2 separate regions of the Mus musculus genome follow, and region 2 is linked to region 1. The links are chromatin contacts, called in public HiChIP or PLAC-seq maps. All regions are on one chromosome and are shown on one strand. Each heading gives the region's core, a stretch centred on a gene start, on an enhancer-like site or on the middle of the called end of the contact. The rest is flanking DNA. Distances are from core to core; before and after follow the strand shown.

Region 1 (5,543 bases), core at 1,970-4,469:
ACACACACACGTGCGGGTATGCATACGTGTGTGCATATGTGTGAAGGCTAGATGTCCACTGCAGGTGTCATTCCTCTCAGGCTGCCCACCTTGTTCTCTGAGGCGTGGTTGGAGCTCACTGAATAGATGAGGCTGCCTAGCCGGCAAGCCCCAGGGACCCACCTGCTTCTGCTTCCTCAGCTCTGGAATTACAAGCAGGTTTCACCAAATGTAGCTTTTTACTTTGGGTTCTGGGGGCGGGGGGCAAACTCATGCTTAAGCGTGAAGCACTTTACCAACCAATAGTCTCTGCATCTCTCTACATATCATTTTTATGAGAAAACCAACTGGCTTAAATCAGATGTGGTGGTGCACACCTGTAATCCCAGCACTTGGGAAGCAGAGACAAGATGATCAGGAGTTGAAGTTCATCCTTGGGTATCTATGGAACATGAGGTTATCTTGGGCTATGGGAGGCACTGCCCCAAAGTAAAGAAACAAAAATCTAGCTTGAATTTACAATGTTAATAAAGCAAACATCTAATTCATTAAAGATAAATCTATCAAGGTTTAAGCCCTAGAGAGAATCTCTAGGTTTTATCCTGAAGCCTTAGAAACAATCTGTGAAGGGTTGTGGAAGGCCTCACATACCTTTGCTAAATGACAGCACCAACAAATCTCTTCTGTGATTTGCATTTCCAGAATATCATATGGCAATGGGAAAAGAACTAGAAGGACAGCTTGTCTGGGACAGCCAGGTGTGGACAGTCTGTCCCTAAGCTTCCACAGTGACTGGCAAGGTGTACCAGGCAGTGGCCAACCTGCTTAGGAGCCAGCAGAATGGAGGATCCAGGAGGTGATGGGAAGGAAGGCGAAGACCCTTCTTCCAAGGAAATATGGTTTCCTTGAGCTAGAGACAGTGTCCGTGTGGCTCGCCGCATCCTTACCTATGGCCCACAGGACAGTGTCAAAGGTGCCTGTGTCTTCCTTGCCAGAAGCATGATCCTCCCAAGTGACCTGCAGCTGGTTAGTTGGGAGTTTTTTGATGTGGGAGGGGACACAGCCTTTCAGGAACTGGGTGCCATGAGACTCCATGTGCTCTGTGACCAAAGATGACATTTGCTGGAAAGCACAAAGAGACACCACGAGGGTTAAGTCACTACTGGCACCAGGCACTGAGAAGCCCCAACCTCCGCCTTGCTCTCCATGCCTTGGTGGGGTCCCAAAAGGGTTCTCCCAGAGAAGAAGGCGGGGTGCCCACTACCCCCACCTCTGGGTCCCCTTGCCAAGTCAGAGGAGCTATCAGCTACCTCCTGGCTCCCAGGCTCAGACCCTAAGAGCACTGTGAGGATGTACTCAGCCTTCAGCCTCCTCTCTGGGTCACGGGATCCAGATCCCATGGGATCATGCCTCACTTCATCTAGATGGCTTTCCACTCCCTACCCAGTCCCCACCGACTGTCACAAACACCCGCTCACCGCCATCAGGAAGCTGGAGGTGGGGGGACTGTCAGAAGACTCTGACTCCCAAGAAATGCAGAGACAACGGTACAGGCCCAGACTCGGGGTTGGCAAAAGTGTTGCAACCACCTCCTTGCCCAGGGGCCTCATGTCTCCCCAGCCTAGCTGCAGCTGAGGCCAGTTCCCAGGCCAACAGTAGTGACTAGACACAGCTTCCTAAAGGGCATAGCAATCACCATTTAGATCCTGTGGCATCTGCCTCACAAGGTGGTTCATGCTGGACTACATGTAGCCCCTTATATCAGGGACCACATCTCAATTTGTCCAAACAAAGGACCTGGCACATCAGCTGCCTAGCACTCTACACGCCAGCAGATGCCTGATGGGCTCAGACACGGAGGCCTCTAAGGGGAGTTACGGCGCTATCCAGTGCCCAGTGGGTCTGTTACCATGTGGCCTGAGACGGCAGCCCTCCTCTCTAGAGGCCCCTTTACATCTGCACCCTGTCGACTGCCAACATATCTCTGGCAGCAGGCTACTCAGAGACTCTCCAGATGTTGTGTCCCTGTAGAGGGCTTTGTATGTACCCCCTCAGTTGTGGTGGCACAGCTTTGGGACGAAGCCGCACGCTCAGCTACATGAGATGAAAAGACCTTTGTGGGGTAGGGTGATGGGTCCAGGAGGCATGAGACCATGGTTCCAGTTCACTCTATCCTCAGGTGACTTTCTAGGCTTCTGCGACCAGAGTTTAACATGACTGGGAACTGAACTATCCTTGGTAGAGGACACAGAATATTTGACATCTCAGTGATAACCTCAAACTTAGTTTTAACGAATGGCTTATTTGTGGGGATGGGACTTGAAGTGCTGCTCAGGTTGGCCTCCACTCTTGGCCTTAGATGATCTCTCTGCCTTAGCCTCTCAAGTGCCAGAAGTAGAGGCTGGTGCCAAGATGCCTGGCTTTTAAGGAGTTGTTTCTGAGGATCTAGGCCGCTCCCCAAGGCCATACCTGCACCTGCTTGGGGCAGGGTAAGGTAGCCAAACAAGAGTATGGCCTCATGGGAGAAGCAGAGCCCAGGCAGGAGTAGGGGCTCCTGAGCACTACCTGGTCAAAGCCTCGGAGAGGGATGCTGCGCATCATGACAGTGGTATCCAGTCCAATTCCAGTGAGGAAGCCAGCACACTCTAGGGCCACATCTTCAGCAGCAGGCTAAAGCATACTAACTGACTGAGAGAGAGCAGGGGGGCAAAAGACCCTGGCCCCTGCTCTAACAGCCCAAGGTCCCATGCTACTGCTCAGTACCAGAAGGGGCCTCTAGTGAAAGCTACAGAGATTCCCTAACCCTAAGTCTCAAGTGCATAAAGCCGCCAGCCCCAGCTTCAAGCTCTCCCAACAGCACCTATCTGGCCCGTTATGCCTCCATGGGATTCCATCTGGCTCTGGTGTTTCATCTCAGCCTCCAGGAGAGAGGGTGGAGATTGAGTGGAGAGCTGCCGGCCAGACCCAGGGAGAAGAGCCTTGTGGGTAGAGCCAGGGAGCACTACCATGGCCTGTGCTCCTATGTCCAGCTTGCGGCTTTCATCTTCCCTCCCACATCCTGTCCTGACCCCAAGCCCCTCAGGGTTCCCCTCTTGACCCTTCCTGATCTGACTGCTTCTCCCACAGGAATGAGGTCAGATCAGGGCTGCTCTCCAGGGAGATGCTCATCACAGCCTTCCTGACTGCCTCACGGCCCTCTCCAGCTGCCCCAGCTGGCTTAGCGTGAGGCTCAGGAAGTGGTAGCCTTCAAAGGTCAGCCTCAAACAGTTCCCTGGGCCCAAACCCCTCCCGACAGGTCCAGCTGAGTCCCCACACAGGAAAACAAAGTATCTTTTGGGAGGGAGAATGGGAAAGGGGCTAAGCATCCTTCCTGAAGATGGCCATCTGTACTTTGGAAAAGGATACAGCTGGCTCCAACCACCAACCTGCAGAGAAAACCAGCAGAGAGCACACTAAGTACCAGCAAAGCCACATGCTGTTGTTCCAAAGCTGGGACAAAGACGAGTCCCGTAGCCTTTCCACCAGGTACTCATAAGCCAATGAGAGTGGAAGCAGACTGTTCAAACAGGTGATACAGAGTACAGAACCCACTTCCCAACAGCTACAACTATGAAATACAACACGACAAACAGTGCGATTGGACCAGCAAATTGCCTGGTGCTGAAGGTGCATGGGCAGTGATAAGTAACACCTGGCTTGGGAGAAGCCGAGGCAGCGCCAGACCCCAGGGAACACGTTGAGAGATGTCCCTCAGAAGCAGAGTTTCTTTCTGACCACAGGTGAGCCTTGTCTTAGGCTCCTCAGAACCTCTTGAGCCAGGATGGAAGCAGGGATGTCCCAGGACACCAAGAGGAACAGAATGGGGACAGAGGCTTATGGGAAGCAGCAGCTATGACCAGAGCCCATGACTATCTGCTCAACCCCACAACACGTGGGCCCAAGACTGAGAGATCATTCCCCTGCCTCCCTGCCAGAGCCAGGACATGACACTGTGACCCACCAGAAACAGTCATTTTAATGCTCTCATGACCAGCTCCATACTCCACATACATATACATGCATTCACACATACATGCACATATGTGTACACATACAGGAACATGCAAACATGAAAAGCCCTTTGCACGCACATACACATTATAAACACACTGGCATAGACAGTCACACACCTGCCCACATCCTCTCATATGCACACCCATGCAAACACACAGGCACATATGTGCACACTCATGCAAAAGGACTGGGGAAAAGAGGATTCCCAGCCAGGGCGGCTGCACGTGGGTGGGCTCGTCAGATCACCCCTTCAGTCTTTGAACAAGAGCAGGTGATGTAAGGATGGATAAGCCTGATGTCAGTACTAATCCTGGCAAGTACTAATGATATAATTCCATTTCAAAAAGCGGCGGATCCCTCAGAATACTTGTGCAGGTGCCCTGCGGGAACCATCTGGCATGCGGCTCTGCACAGAAGCTGGGGACAGAACCACACTTACTGGCTGAGTACAAGATGGCCCCAGCTGGTCATATAACCCCACTCAGCATGTTATGACTATGGACAGGGGATCCTGGGATCCCCAGCAGGCCGGGAGAACAGAGGTGCTTTCCAGGCCCCTGGAAACACCCCATGCACACGCCCACACAGGAGAGATGCTTTCTAAAGTACAAAGCCTAACACTTTTGCATCTGATGTATACAGTGAGAGCTCTGAGCCACTTAAGATAGGAAACTACGAGTCACTTGAGCTGCAAACAGAATTGAGCTGCTTTGATCATCCTGCCTCACCTGTAGTAAGATGGTAAGAAAGTCTGTGGGCATCGAACAATCAGTGCCTCTGCTCTCAACTCCTTAAAGAGCAGTGCCCAGCTCACACCTCCCAACAAACTATCCTGATCCAGTGGGGCAACATCAGTGTAGCCCTTCTGTTGATGGCTGGGCCTATCATCTCAAACTCCCTTCAGACTCTCTCCAAGCCAGCTGTAGCCCCCAACCCCATTTCTAGGCCCTCCTACCACATGGCTGAGCATGAAGCAAGCAGACTCCTGGATCCGATTCTTCTGTTTCTGCAGTCCACGTGTGCCTCCCAGCCTCCCACAGAGCAGGCTGGGTGTAGGAGATGGGTGGGCGGGCAGCCAGGGATCACCATCTGTTCTAGCACAGCGCCATGAGCACCACGGACCTCCTCCTGAGGTGGCCCCATAGCAGGAGGTGGGGTACCATTTCCCAGGTGCCCCCAGCCCTCAGGCTACCAAGTCCAAATTGCCAACTCCAGAGCACACACAGGAAAGGCAGACACCCACAGGCAGGCACATTCCTGGGGGTGGGGGAGTCTTGAGAGTATGCACTGAGATCTCTACGAAAGCTGGCATCGTGGTTGAATGGACAGTGACCTTGGGCCATTTGTTTTATGAGCTATGATGACAGTCAGCATTGGTTTTCTTACCCCACCTCTCCCTCTAATTGACCAATTAATGGGAATGTTTATTCTTTGAAAGATGAACACAAGAACTCGGAGGACTGAAGTTCTAGGAATGGCCACATATGTCAATAATCCCAGCACTCGGGAAA
Region 2 (5,543 bases), core at 1,687-4,186, 250 kb before region 1:
ACTGTACACATTTTAGATGGAGCTATGTGGCAACCCAAAGTGCTGTCTAGACTGCCTGGTATGTGGCCAATCCCCAAACTGGCAAGAGAGTGCTGTGGACGGCAGTGCTCATCACTGGGCCATTGCAGGTATATGTATATATACACGCAAACAAATAATGCCTATAGTCCCAGTACCCGGGAAACACAGTCAGGAGGGTTGTGAATTTGAAGCCAGCCTGGCCTGCATAGCATGACCTCATGTGCAGGAAGAAAGAAGAAGGTCAGGGGATTGGGGGGTATAACTTTGAGAGAGACCACAGTCATATAACTTCCATTACAGTTTATTATTACTATTGTTCTAGTTTATTGCTAGCTATTGCTGTTAGGTTTTACTGAGTCCAATTTCTAAATTAAACTTTGTCATAACATGTATGAGAAGTGGTCTCTCTAGGGCCTGTGCATCTGAGGCTGTGGTCTCCCCTGGGTTCTTGGGAGTCAGAGCAGCAGGCTCTGTGCTCCTTCCCCCCTCACCACTATAGGAAGAGAAGACAGAGCTGGGCCAAGGCCCTTTTCAGATGCTTACATTCATGACTGAAATCCAAGCTCTGCCAAGGCTTTCAGTGCAAAACCACTCCTGCTTCCCCCATTTATCCCTCCTGAACATTGAGGCATCAAGCATAGGGAGTAGTTTAGTAACTGAATTTCCACTTGGTTTAAGCTATGCTTTTATGCATGCCCTTCTACTAATACATTTGACACCCTGACACCCTTGCCTGCACATACTATGCATGCATACCCTACTGCAAACAATGCACCTAGCAACCTGTTAGTAGCTGAGGACCCTTGTCTGCACTGAGCTATACACACATTCCACTTCAATAAGAAGTTTAACCCAGGCAGTGACCCGAGGCCCTTGGGCATCCTCACTTGACAGTGTTGACTTTATAATCTGTGTTATTACTTTGCTTTGGATAAAGTATTCTTGCTACTTTGCAACCTGCATGCATCTTATTTTCATTCTTGAATAAGATGCCAAGAACCTGGGACCACCAGGCCCAGACACAGGGAGCTCTACTCTGCTCTTCTCCTTTCCACCCAGCTCCACACAAACCTCCACCCTGTAGGCCAAGAAGACTCATTACTGGGCTATCCCCAAAGATGGCCCTGGAACTAGTTAAGCCCCCAGGGACACCTAGGATTCAGGTGCGCTGGAGGAAGAAAGTCAGCCGCTGAACCCAGCCTCATGCTTAGCTGCAGGGAATCAGATCTCCTGGGTTGTTTGCCCAGCTTGTCACTGTCCCCACTTCCACCCCAGACCTTCTCCATCAGCAGGAAGTTTCCTGCCTCAAATACAGTCCTCTACCAGCTCATCTGCACAGCACTCACCACTCTATGCTAAAGTGTCAGATTCCCGGCAGGGCAGCTTTTACACAACTGACTCAGCTAAAAATGAATTATGTCTTAATGGGTCATGGTGGTTCATGCCTGTAACTCCAGAACATAGGAAGCTGCAGCAAAAAGATAAATATGAATCCAAAGCCAGAGGGGCTACACAGTGAGGCCATCCCAGGAAAAGAACACAACAACAAAAGAAACAGAAATATAGGTCAGCCTACAAATAAGGGCCTGACTCTGAATTGTAAGTAAAATAAATAAGAGAATAATAAAAATAAAATAAAATAAAGCCATCCGTTGCGGCACATGCCTGTGTTCCCAGCACTCAGCAAGCTGAGCAAAATGATCAAAACCTCAAGGCAAGCCTGAGGATAAGACGGCCGGCCCCTCTCAGTAAACAGGTTCTGAGTGTGCTCTCACTGTGTTACCTCCAGCTGTGAGCAATACAACTGGTGTGGTTACAAGAGATCAGGGTACACTCACACAGAGGGAAGACCCATGTGAACACAGAAAGACGGCCATCAACCAGGCCTCAGGAGCAGCTGATCTTGCCCAAATTTACCTCAGGCTTCCAGTGTGCAGAACTGGGAGAAAATAAATGTGTGTCATTCCCACGGGGCAGTCTGTCATACTGGCATGTTGGTTATGGCGGTCCTGGAAGCTAACACCCACCCCAGTCTTCATTCTCCAGATATGAGACCATGAGTCACTTGCTAACCCCATTAGCAGTATGTCACTGTCATGTGACTGTGAAACTCTGTTGGCAAGTGGTCCGGAGCCCTGAGCTCTGCATCCGGTCCTAAATGGGTGTGTTTCTTGTTGAAATGGCACTTGTAGTCCTCTGTTTCCCAGAGTCCTTGGCAACAGCCCAAATTATATTCGAAATAGGAAAAGGCAGTTTGATTTAAAGACTCAATCTTTTCAGGCGTCACCTTGATTTATGAGAAGCTGGCATTAAACAGTTGAATAACAGTGGCCTGTCACTCACCTGTGTGTGGCTGAGAGGCCAATAAACCACACATCCATCTCCATTGTGATGGCATGAGTCCACCCCACCCTTCTCCGAAGCTAAGACGTGTCATGTTGTTCCAAATGTCCTTTTGCTAAGTGTGTTAAGTGGATCCAAAAAATGAGCGTGTGTATTTTCTTTTCTAAGGAAATTCTTGTATATTATTTTAACTCAAAACATTTCTTATACACAATGACTAATCAGAGATTTAAAAAAAAAAAATCAAGGCTTTGTCCCGCCAGCACAGCTGGGAGTCTGCTGCCTTCAATGTGGCCCTCCTTAACTGCCAGTCGGAGCAGGTGGGGTGCACTGTTCCCCTGAATTCAGGCCAGGCAGAAGTAGCCATTTCCCCAGGTTTCAGAAGGAAGCCCTGCTTGAGGCCATTCCTGTTTTGTCTTCCTGGGATTCAAAGATAATTTCTAAGCCTTTCCCTGACTCCAGGTTGAAACTCCGGGTGGGCATGGGGCTTCGAAAGCCAAGCAGCGCAGAGCTCCCGAGGAAGCGTTCTACAAGGAATGACCTCATGAGAGGAGAACTAATATTTGCTTCCTAATTTCCCAGGGGAAGGCTAATCTTTGGAAGCACAGAGCCTCTGGAGGCCAATAAACTTGAGGGCAGAAGAAGCAAGATTGTTCTATTGTTGCCTCTGTGAAATGGAGTTTGTTTTTCTTACTGTTCTTTTTCCCTTCAGGAAAGCTCTGCCTCAGCAGCCCCTACAGTTTCTCCTCAAACCCCTGGTTCTGGCTTTCCCCCCATTGTTCTCCCTGCCTTCTTAATCTCTGCCATCTCTGTCAAGTTCAATGCCAGCCTGTTTCATGTGCTCCTTCCCGTTCTGCCTAGGTAGTGACTCGCCACACTTGCCTCTGTGCCGTGTTCCCATCGGGCTAGTGACCAGCCACACGCTGGTGAGCCTGGGGTCAGCCTCGGGTGCTAGTGGGACTGCAGGCAGATGGCATCCCACACATGCGTGGTCAAGGAACACCTCCCACCTGTTTGACTTCAAGAGTCCCACTTGTTACACGAACCATGGAAACCAGAGACAAGATCCACAGACAGACAGAGCAGCCCAAGTGCGACCTACTAGACAGAAGTGCTAACCCCATAGAAAAGTTAGGCAGCTCTCCAGCGGAGAGGGTGTTTATGCACAGGAGAGTGAAGGGGTGTCCCCTGTGGTATGTGTTCCCTTCTCCAGAGAGCCAGCCCCTCAGCAGGTGGAGGCTGCAGGTTCCCAGAGCGGGTGAGGTGACCTCCCTTCCTGCTTATCAAGGCTGGGGAGGTTTTCATTCTGCAGCAGAGGATAATGGTTGAGATTGTGCCCAGTTCTGAAGCTTAAATCCCAGAAATAGGGTAGAGCAGGTGGCCAGGCCCCACAATGCTCACAGCTCAGAACCCCACACTAAGCCTTCACCCCGCCTCTGTGCCACCAACACCCCTGTCCAAGCTCTGTATGTCTCTGCACCTCCCAAGACCTGCAGACACTCTCCTATGCTCACAGAACTGTAGAAGCGAATTTCTCAGAATCACATTTTCATACAGAAACTTTTACTGATTTCCAGCAATTATGGTTATCAACCATCTTCCTTCCTTCCTTCCTTCCTTTCTTTTTGTTGTTGACAACAGAAAAAAAAATCATATGAAATAAAATATACACCCAAAAGAGCTAAGGGTCTGGGGCAGGAGGGAACGCATAGGAGCACCAAGCAATCCCCAGAGGAGGGCGGTGCCTCTCGACCCCTGCCCCTCTGCAAAGGAAGGGAACGCCTTATAAGCCTGAATCAGACTCTTACCTGGAGCTCACTATCACTACTGTAGACCAGGCTAGCCTCAGCTTCGAAGAATCCCACCTGAGCACTGGGACGAAAGACTTCACCACCACACCCAGCTTCGCTCTGCACAGAGTTCCCCTGGGGAGCTTTGTGAACCATGCTGTGTGCTTCTCTACCATCTAGGTGTTCTAAAGAATTACAAGGTGGGCAAAGTTGGAAAGTCAAGCAAAGCTTATTCAAAGAGAACAGTTTTATCAGAGTTAAAGAAAACAAATCCCGGGGTGAGGGGTGGGGGCATCCACGCGGTGATGGGGTGGGGTGGGGAGCAGGTATGGAATGTGAAGCAGTTGGAGGGTGGATGGGGAGGGGTGGGGAATGGAATATGGAGTGTAAAAAATGAATTACAAATAAATTTAAATTTAAAAAAAAGAAAAAGAAAAAAATAGTAAGCTTTAAAAAATAAAATAAAATTCAAGTCACGTTTAAAAAAAGAAAGAAAGAAAGAGAGAGAGAAAGAAAGAAAGAAAAAGAAAAATCCCTGTGCAGGAGAGCTGTACCAACAGCTGTCTGCAGGAGGCGATGGAGGTGGGGATGGGGACAGAAATTCTAGGAAGGAAAAGTACAATAGTTTTCATTAAAGGGATCATTGTGTTGCCCAGCTTTTAAAGCATCATTTAAAGTAAGCTCACCTTGCAAGGAGTGAGTGGCCTCTGGCCCAGGAACTAAAACACGACTGGATTATTTGGGAGGGGGTGGGATGTTCTTGTTGGCTTTTTGGTTTGTTTGTTGTTCCTGCTTGAAAATTTTTTCTCTGTATAACAGGTCCCTGACTGTCTGAAACTAGCGTTGTTGAGCCTGGCCTCGAACTCACAGAGATCCACCTGCCTCTGCCTCCTGAGTGGTGGGATTAAAGGCGTGCGCTACCATGCCTGGATCTGTTGTTTGTTGTCTTTAGTGTCTTGGAACATTAGGTCCCCACCCTGTCCTTTGCATGACTCTGTCCCCACACCTCAACACAAGGCTGTCCCTTATCAGCACCCTTTCACTTTTCAGTCCCAGGAAGACTGAAAATATGAAGTGGAAAATCCTAGAAAAACAGTAGTATGTTTTATTGACACAGCTCCAAACAGTGTGCTGAGCTCTCAAATGGTCCTCTCTAGTTGGCCTACAGTGTGCAGCCACAAGTTAACAGACCTATGGGAGCCCCCAGAATGCCTGTGCTGGTCACCCTGTTCCAAAATAAAGACTGGCTGGGTGAACAGAAGCCTACATCCAGCCTTCCTTGGTAATCTTGTAAGGTGCCCATTTGCCAGGAAAACCACTGCTTCCCTTATCCACCACAACGGCAAACTACTGCAAACAAGGACACCTAGTTCCCAATTTCCCCCAAAG

The links. HiChIP or PLAC-seq counts read pairs in DNA pulled down with a chosen protein or histone mark.
Region 2: an H3K27ac HiChIP or PLAC-seq map of T-cell acute lymphoblastic leukemia shows a contact between it and region 1, with 4 times the contacts expected there. The contact joins two enhancer-like sites. A contact is called at or near these places in 1 of 484 Hi-C or Micro-C datasets (cortical neurons), 1 of 115 datasets of contacts at active chromatin or transcription factors (T-cell acute lymphoblastic leukemia) and 1 of 9 other capture datasets (adipose tissue).

What each region holds. Positions count from the first base shown.
Region 1 is chr16:18,451,582-18,457,124 of GRCm38.p6, reverse strand. Txnrd2 (thioredoxin reductase 2) reads right to left here. Exons shown (of 18, transcript NM_013711.3): 9 at 3,385-3,404; 10 at 2,545-2,636; 11 at 927-1,101. Among named protein-coding and RNA genes, the nearest start is that of Comt, 28 kb to the right of the region's middle. Within about 2 kb of position 3,219, at least 37 of the 459 cell types and tissues checked have an H3K27ac peak or open chromatin away from gene starts, as enhancers often do. A contact at or near this core is called in T-cell acute lymphoblastic leukemia, where this site is marked.
Region 2 is chr16:18,702,089-18,707,631 of GRCm38.p6, reverse strand. All of the region lies in intron 1 of Gm41429 (a long non-coding RNA gene), which reads right to left. Among named protein-coding and RNA genes, the nearest start is that of Gm41429, 8.1 kb to the right of the region's middle. Within about 2 kb of position 2,936, at least 63 of the 459 cell types and tissues checked have an H3K27ac peak or open chromatin away from gene starts, as enhancers often do. A contact at or near this core is called in T-cell acute lymphoblastic leukemia, where this site is marked.